Linked DNA regions of Danio rerio: region 1 is linked to region 2. The links are chromatin contacts, called in public Micro-C maps. All regions are on one chromosome and are shown on one strand. Each heading gives the region's core, a stretch centred on a gene start, on an enhancer-like site or on the middle of the called end of the contact. The rest is flanking DNA. Distances are from core to core; before and after follow the strand shown.

Region 1 (4,078 bases), core at 621-3,120, 340 kb after region 2:
AGAGTAGAGCTCAGTTAACACTGTTCAACCTGTGCACTATTACATCATATCCTGGCGGAATTCAATTTCCACTCACTGCACTTCTAATAAGAGACAAACTAATATTAGTGCAATTCTTGAATTGCGCACAAAGGTCAATATTGAGTGAGGCTGCAATCATCCTGAAGGTTGATAACATTTCAGTTAGGTCATGTCTCTAGGTAATGCAAGACAAAAACAACTGTACATGTGCAAGAGTGTTGTTTTATTTTATTGGTTAGCAGAGATCACAAACAGCCCAATGAATATTCTTGTTTACATTTACTGAACGACATTACATTTCGTATTCTTATTTATTTTCTTGTATTGAACAAATTTAGTCAGAGAGCACTCTTGAAATGCTAAACTTGATTATCAAACTGAATTTGGCTACCTTTTCTTTCACTTAGACACTCAGCCCCTTAGGTCAAAGCGAACGGAACAAGCAGCAACACCTTGCCCAAAACACCCTCCAGGCATTTTACAACAAATAAAAACACCCACACTCCCCAACACTGATCCTTTAGTGCAATCAATGCAAACACCAACACAATAAATAGGGGTAGTGGACACTAAACATTAGCTCAGATAGCTGGCTGGTGGCCCTATTGATGTTTTCAAGGAACAAAAGATCAGCAGATTAAAAAAAAAAAAAAAAAAAAAAAAAACAAGCTCTTACCATAACATAATGCCTCTGCATCTCAGTCTTCTCATTGGCCAGTTTGTCGTACTCCACTTTAAGACTGTTAAGAGAGAGAAAGATCCAGAATGACTTCTTAGTGAATGCCAAAGCCACAGATCACATGCAACGTATTGGCTCACATCACAAACTACTGCTGATTTTACACGGATTTCCATGAAACCCCAAACATTAAAGCACTTTTCATATAGTGAAATGAAGGCACTATACTTGTAGTTCCTATGAACTCGAGGTTAATTTACACAAACCCTATTCTGATAAACACATGACACGCATACAGCTCAGCGAGCAGAGATATTTACCTGTGGTACTGAGCTTGAAGGAACTGAAACTCGTCTTTGATTCTGTCACAAGATTCTGCTACAGTGAATTTGAAGCCCGGCTGGCCAGGCTGGTGAGGTGCCTGAAAAATAATATCAATCATTTATGTGAACTGCTGCAAAGAAAAAGCATTATTAATACAGCCTAGCCACTGATGCAATATGCCATTACACCAACATTCCGTGTTTTCGGAATGTCACTATAGCTTTGACTTCCTACCACCATAACCAAAACAACCAACGACCTTCTCCATTACTCCTTTCAGAGCAGTCCGTGGGTCTCAGGTTTTACTTTCGCTGAGTGTCTGAACAAGTCACGGGTGTCAATAACACATTTCATGCTTCCTGATTTTCAGGGAAATGATATTTCATCGGAGCTGAACTGCGGTTTGTCAGAAGTGCCCAGGCGCTCCCTCGAGCTCGGCCTGCCGGTGGTTTTGAGACTCTGGTGGGAAAAGCCTCACACACTGAGCAGCGGTCGGCGTGACACAGACGGGTCACTGCGTCTAAACAGCCCCGGAGGAAGAAATAATAATAATAAAAGCAAACTAGCAGCTGATTCTCCTCCTCAGTTCTTTCCCGTACACATTTCCACTTTAAACTCACATGAAAACCAACGATAGAAGCAAGTTCCGCCTCGTTTAGTTTGAGCAGAAATAAAGGGCACACCGCGCGGCACAATAGTGCGCGAGCCCAGCGCTCGAGGAGCGCGTCTGTCGAGGACACAAAGCATCAATATCATAATTTATGATACTCACCGGATGCCGGCCCTGCGGATACATCTTGAATGTATCCCTTCCGAGGAGAAGATCCAGGGGATGTGGCGCTCTTCAGTAATCCGAGTAGATGAGAGAGAGCCCGTCCGTCACCCCTCCCAGCACTCGCGGACACACAAAGCCCGGTCCGTCCACCCGATGCACGCGCTTCTCCCGCTCCTGATCCCCGGTTTAACCCCTTTATCCTTCACACAGGCGAGGAGCAAGACAAAAACACAGCGCGTTGGTTCATTATCTCCAATAAGAGTCAAGCGTTCAGCTGCGCGTGTGCTGTAAACACAGAATAGTTGTGTCGAGCGAGGCAAACACACATTTGCTGCTTGTCATCTGCTCTGCGAGCTGCGACTAACAAGCTGCTTATGAGTCTTCTCGCAATAACAAGATTACCTGACTGCTGTTTGCTTGAATGTAACCAGACAAGATTACAGAACAATGTCAGAAATACAGCAATAGAAACCCAATCAATTCCTGGATAAATGGGTCAAACAGACTCTTTCTTTAGCTTGGTCTGGGATAAATATTCACGGCAGCAGCTTTGTAAACTACAAAACAGGAACAAAGCATGAAGAGTGCTTAATTGCTAAATCGACTGACTAAATTACGAGTGGATTGTTGTGAAAGTTATCTTCCGCGTTACCTTCAGTCTCCATAAAATCCCTTTCCGCGAAGGTAAATGCAGCAATAATTCCTTGCACCGAGGAAACGTCGAAGTCCTCCACTCGTGACCTTATACGATCAGTATTAGGCGCTGGTTGGGAATCAATCCCAACCCTAGAAGAAAAAAGCAGCGCCTAACAATCGCTTCGAGATTGTTTTCCTCTGTTAAGACTTGCTTGAACACAGTTCTCAGGGTGTTGATAAATTCTCCCAATCCCTATTTGATTGCTTGTTTAAAAATGGTTTGATGGCGAAAAGTTTGCCTCGTACGAGCCAGCCGCTCGCAGTCGCTTTGCCTAGTTTCTCCAACACTCGCAGTACCACACACAGACTGCCCACTGACACGCGGGCTCAACTACCGCGAGAACAACCGAACACGACCAATCAAATCTCGAACAGGACTTCAACGCATCCGACCAATCAGATATTAGATCCCACGTGGGGCACGTCCGTTTTGCGCGCGCTGATTGGCCAATAAACACCTGACCTCATGTTCGCCATTTTGGCTCTAAATAGGTTGCTTTCCCCGTAGACAAACAACTTACATGAGCGACGATTGTTCGAAGTCTAGCCACCAACTGAAATCTCAAGAGATAGATTGTAGCCTCAGAAATACATATTACAAAAGAAACTGCCTGCAATTTTGCTTCTATTCGCTGATTTACGAACATATATCTGCGTTTTAAAGGGAACCCCAGTCGTATGGAATCTGTTTATAATTACTTGCTCTTTTTATGTTCCCATCATGTTTAAATGTCATGATTTCAACAAACTGCGAATTTGTCCGTGATTTAAAAAAATGTGAGCAACTTGAGTCTAAACATCCTTCAAATGTCCCCCTTTGTCCCTTTCAAGGGCGCCTAACGTGGATAACAAAATGAAGCGAGAGAGCACCCTCATTGCCAATGTATAGTTATGCTACCGATTTTGAATGTAACTCAAATTAACAGCATAATCTGTGAAATCAGCCCTCATTACTTGATTCACGCTGTCTGCTCAGCAACACCCTCCGTGCCCACGTCTGCGCCCGGAAAAAAAACTCAACCTATCATGTGTTGCTCAGACCCACGTGGGGCTCAGCGCCTCGTTCAGAGCATGCTGACCAATCAGAGCGCTGGCGAGCGTCTGATTGGCTTAGAGCGACACGGGTTGTCAGTTCGAGACCTAAGTTGTCAATCAAGCCCACGAGGGGTAGAGCGCTGACAAATGCCTGTGCCTCTCAGCCTCCCGCCTGCGAATAGTGCTTGGAATGGCTGCTTAATTAGCTTCGAATGGCTTTTCCTTCCAGCTCAAACAATCTGTCACTACCATGTGGTAAAAAGAGCCCTGCGTAAAACAAAAGAGGGAAAAGCTAGTAGGGGCTAAATATCAGTTTGATTTTTTTCTCTATGCAAGTCGCATTACCACAAAACAAAACATTTATTCCACTCAAAGGCTGGTTCAGCGTAGCCAACTGTTCCTGGCTTTATTTGTTTTCCCCAAATAGGAGTGTAATCAGATATGCTTAATAATGTTTTTGTGCGTATTTATTCTTTTTTAATCATTTAAAAATATATAATTTTAGGCAAAAAGTCTACTGGATCACAGAGGATTGACTGTCCTAATTA
Region 2 (4,007 bases), core at 162-2,661:
TATTCAGCGCCTCTGCTCGGTTCAAAGCACGGAGACGAAGGCGGCGACGATTCTCTGCTCGATTAAATATCGTGCGTCTTTGTTGCTGGTTAAAATGGCGGCTTGTCCTAGATCTTGCAACTAGAGCAGCGCAGCTTCAAGTTGCGTAGCGCTCACATAAGCGCCCAGTCTGTCAATAACAAGCCGAGCCACACGGCTAAAAATCTCTTTATCCAGCCAGTGGAGACGCACAGAAGTGGCCAGAACACGGTTATGACATTTTAATTACGAGTTCTATTACAGCGTATTGGGGTATGCGTAATGGGGCAATGACGGGGTCCCTGATTATTGTTGCTCTGAATTCATCAGAGAACGTGGTTACACTTCAGATATCGTAAGATAAACACGGAGGACACAAGTGAAAGAGGGAATACCGATTTGGGTTTTGCATTCTGGCAATGTCGTCGACATATGCAGTTTTAAATAGGCTTGGGAACCTTTACGCAACAAGATACACTCTGACACGATTCTTTCTATAGCCAACAACAAATGTGTTCATATGTTTTTACAGTCATAACCAAACCAAATACGCGATGATTAGCAACGTGCCGAAAGCCCACGGAAAGATCCCGCCTAAGTATTTACACAACTTTCTTTGATTGAGAAACGAAAATGTTTTCCATTCCGGCTCAAATCCGTCAATAAAAGCCGTTTGCTGGAGAGATGCCACCAAATTTAGTTGACCGATCGGGTTATCGCGAGCTATCTGTCAAATCGTCTGCACAGCAATCCACAAAATGCGTCCCACAACAAGTTACCGAACTGGCCAACGACCACTGTGACTGGCAAGTATGAATGTTGAATTGAAAATGGATGTGCGAAAGTGTGAGAGAGGCATGAACTGACGGCGGGCGACTTTTGCAGCACTGAGGATGCAAAGGAAAAGGGCGCGTTCAGGGGCTACAAAGTTACAAATATGGCTTCTCACGCCGCTTCCCTTGTTTATACACTGAATGCATGCAGCTCTTGCAGTCTCAGACCACAGCATCACCAAAAGGTCTCGCGAAAGTTGGGGAAATTCGTCGGGAAAACTGGTAAACTTATGGGCCGCGTGAAGGTAGACTGAGATAACAACATCCAAGGCTCTAGGCTCGCAACAAAGTCGCCGCAAACTTTTCATTCAAGACATCAACTTGACGCGTGCACATCTAGTGTTGTCCATCCACGCAGAACTACTCTAACCAACAGTTTTAATAAAATCATATCACTCAGCAATTAATAAAGATGCTTACGTCTGACGGCGTCCGGTTCCGCAACTCCAGGTGAATTCTCTTTTTCATATCCATCTCTGTGAACTCTAAATGAGTGATTTAAACCAAAGAGCGCAGTTAGACTTGGAGTCTTTGCTGCACATTCAGCTATAGCCTCTTAACAAACTAGCTATTGCGAGTCTCACAAACATGATGCCTCAGAAGGTGGGAGTTGGGTGTGGGATTGTCGTCACCAGCGACCAATTAGAAACGCGCAACGGAATGTGAAAACACTCACAACTGAGCTGACGGCCAATCAGCGGCCGATTACAAACTGGGTGGGGTTACAGGAACAGTTAGGTTGATCCTGCGAATCTGTTTTAGGGTGACATCTATGCGATAAAATCAACCGAACTGGCGAAGGCGCCAGATACTAAATAGAGGTTATGGTAGTTGCTTTAGTTTTGAGTGGGGTTATGTACGCTAAGTTGAAGATAAACGAGTTATTTGTCTACCAAGGCGCTTTGAAATTAATAAAATTAAACGCAATGAAGCCCGCAAGGATCGTGTGAACGAGGGTGGTAAACATAAATATTTAGTCAGAGTGCTGCTTTCTGTTTTGAAGCATATAATTTCCTATCAGGTAAGTGCAGTCAGTCACTTTGGACTGATGGATGGTAGACCGTCAGGAAAACACGACCCCTCCCCCTTTTGGAGGGAATGCACGGTGGCGACCACTGACACTATCTGCGCTAAAATCTTCAATACTTATATTCTAGTTTACAGTGAACACAAAGTACGACACTGCGTGTAAGCATGAGTGTGATTGAAGCAGTGGCCGTTTTTGTCCCCGCTTAGATAAATGCTGATATGTAAACAACATGATGGTTTTAACATATGGATCATAATTAGTGAAAGCGAACAAAGTGACTGTTGCATAACAGTATGAGACGTACAGATTGTAACATCCCGACATCTCTAACGCTGTAAGTGGTGATATGACATGAATCGACGTAGTTTAATTATTACATCCGAGCCCAGCTATACGGCAGAGCCCATAAGTTACCAGTCTTATTAAAAACAAGTTTGTCACATGCACTTGACTGCCACATCGCACACTCCAACCACGAGCCCACGCTTTTTCCTACAGTTCAAACCGGCCAATCGTATTTCAGGGGGAGCATTCACTTCCGCTTCTCGCTTTGACTATTGTTGGTATTGAGGGGGAAAAAAACAAGGTCACCTGACTGTTCCCGGCGCCATCTTAATTCGCAAAATACAACACATTCAAATAATTATAATACCATTTATTGACTTTTAAAACGAACAAAAAGCAGCAGACTTTACCTATATTTGATGTCATGTCTGTGTGTCGCTCCGCTACCCCTTAGAAACAACTGTAGAGCAACTGCTTGGCGCATGATTGTTTTCACAAGTGCACCGGCTGGGTTGTTTGTTGAGAGAGCGCATTTCACTGGCGAATTTGTCGTTTTACAACGTTATTTCGAAATCACTTCACACCAGGACATTTTGCCCTTGAAGACAACAGAAAAAAAAATCTTCTTCTCTCGATCTGGCCACTGACTCCAACCCGCGCAAGCGGGCTGCTCTCAAGCCCTTTTGATTGTACTTGCGCATTAGTTGAGACCATTTTTCCTCTGGGTGTGTCTCACTCGTTGTCTGAACGCCCTTGCTAGCAGTACTGCATCAACTGTGTGTGTCAGTGTGTGTGTGTGTGGATTGCATTGCAGAGTGCGTGCACGATGTGCGCAGAGCCAAATCGCATTCGCACGCTTTGTGGCACACACGCACTCCTTTTCACACCACCGACGGCTAACTTTCGTGCGTGAAAGGCGAGGAACGTCACCAGGACAAAGCGTAGAAGATTAGCAAACGTGCACGAACATGTTTGGTCATGCGAGTCAGAAATGAACGTTCAAGAAACTAGTTTTTGCGGGGTAGACTTCACTGGTTTGAGAAATGTCCATGGGGATCGCGGATATCATGTGACACTCGCCGAGAAGCTTTAGATAGTTGCGTTAAAAAGCTATTTGGAGAAATGTGTGCTTATTTTAACTGGACAGTTGCATTGATTAAAAAAGATCAGTTCGTGACGTGTTCAGTCGTCAGCCTTGACATTCAGCCTCTTCAAAACAATGCTTTTCCTTTTCCAGGACCATCTTTCTTACACAATGTTTCTAGTTTTGTGATTTAGTTTCAGCATTTTTTAACCAAACTGAAATATCCAATATCAAGCAGTTAATCACAAGTGTGTTGTTCTCACCACTTCTACTCCATAAATAGATCTTTATTCATGACCTAAAAACAAATCATATTTTCTATTATTTATTTTAGGTCCAGAATTTAGTCATAGCTAGACGAAGCCAGCAGTACACACAGCACTGATCTCCTTTCATAAATGATTTGCCAGACTGCTTGCTGGACATTTGATTCGCTTTCTATATTTACCCACCTCTAAAATATCTCATTTGTAAACATGCTCATGATAATATTATTACTAATAAGACGAACAACAATAATGCATTGTATATGTGCCTTATCAAACTCAAAAGCATATTATATAATACAATGCAGCACATGCTCATTATGTATTTCCCTCTTAAATCTGGTCAATTGTAATGTGTACCTTACTATGGGGAGTTTCTGAACTGAGCTGGGACTGTAATAAAGATATTGCTGTCTTAAGACTTCAGTTAACATGACTATGAGTTTCTAAACTTTCTAAATGAATGTAGTAGGCTATCGTATACTCCAATG

Evidence for each region. A called contact is a pair of places that touch in the nucleus more often than the background predicts.
Region 1: a contact with region 2 is called in a Micro-C map of caudal fin, with 4 times the contacts expected there. The contact joins the promoter of tle3b here to the promoter of anp32a in region 2. A contact is called at or near these places in 2 of 18 Hi-C or Micro-C datasets (caudal fin and an unstated tissue) and 1 of 4 datasets of contacts at active chromatin or transcription factors (embryo).

The regions. Positions count from the first base shown.
Region 1 is chr7:33,738,559-33,742,636 of GRCz12tu, forward strand. It overlaps tle3b (TLE family member 3, transcriptional corepressor b), which reads right to left and starts at 1,871. Exons shown (of 20, transcript NM_131780.1): 1 at 1,797-1,871; 2 at 1,021-1,121; 3 at 698-761. The coding sequence starts at 1,820.
Region 2 is chr7:33,400,971-33,404,977 of GRCz12tu, forward strand. anp32a (acidic (leucine-rich) nuclear phosphoprotein 32 family, member A) reads right to left here and starts at 1,412. Exons shown (of 7, transcript NM_199986.1): 1 at 1,272-1,412. The coding sequence starts at 1,325.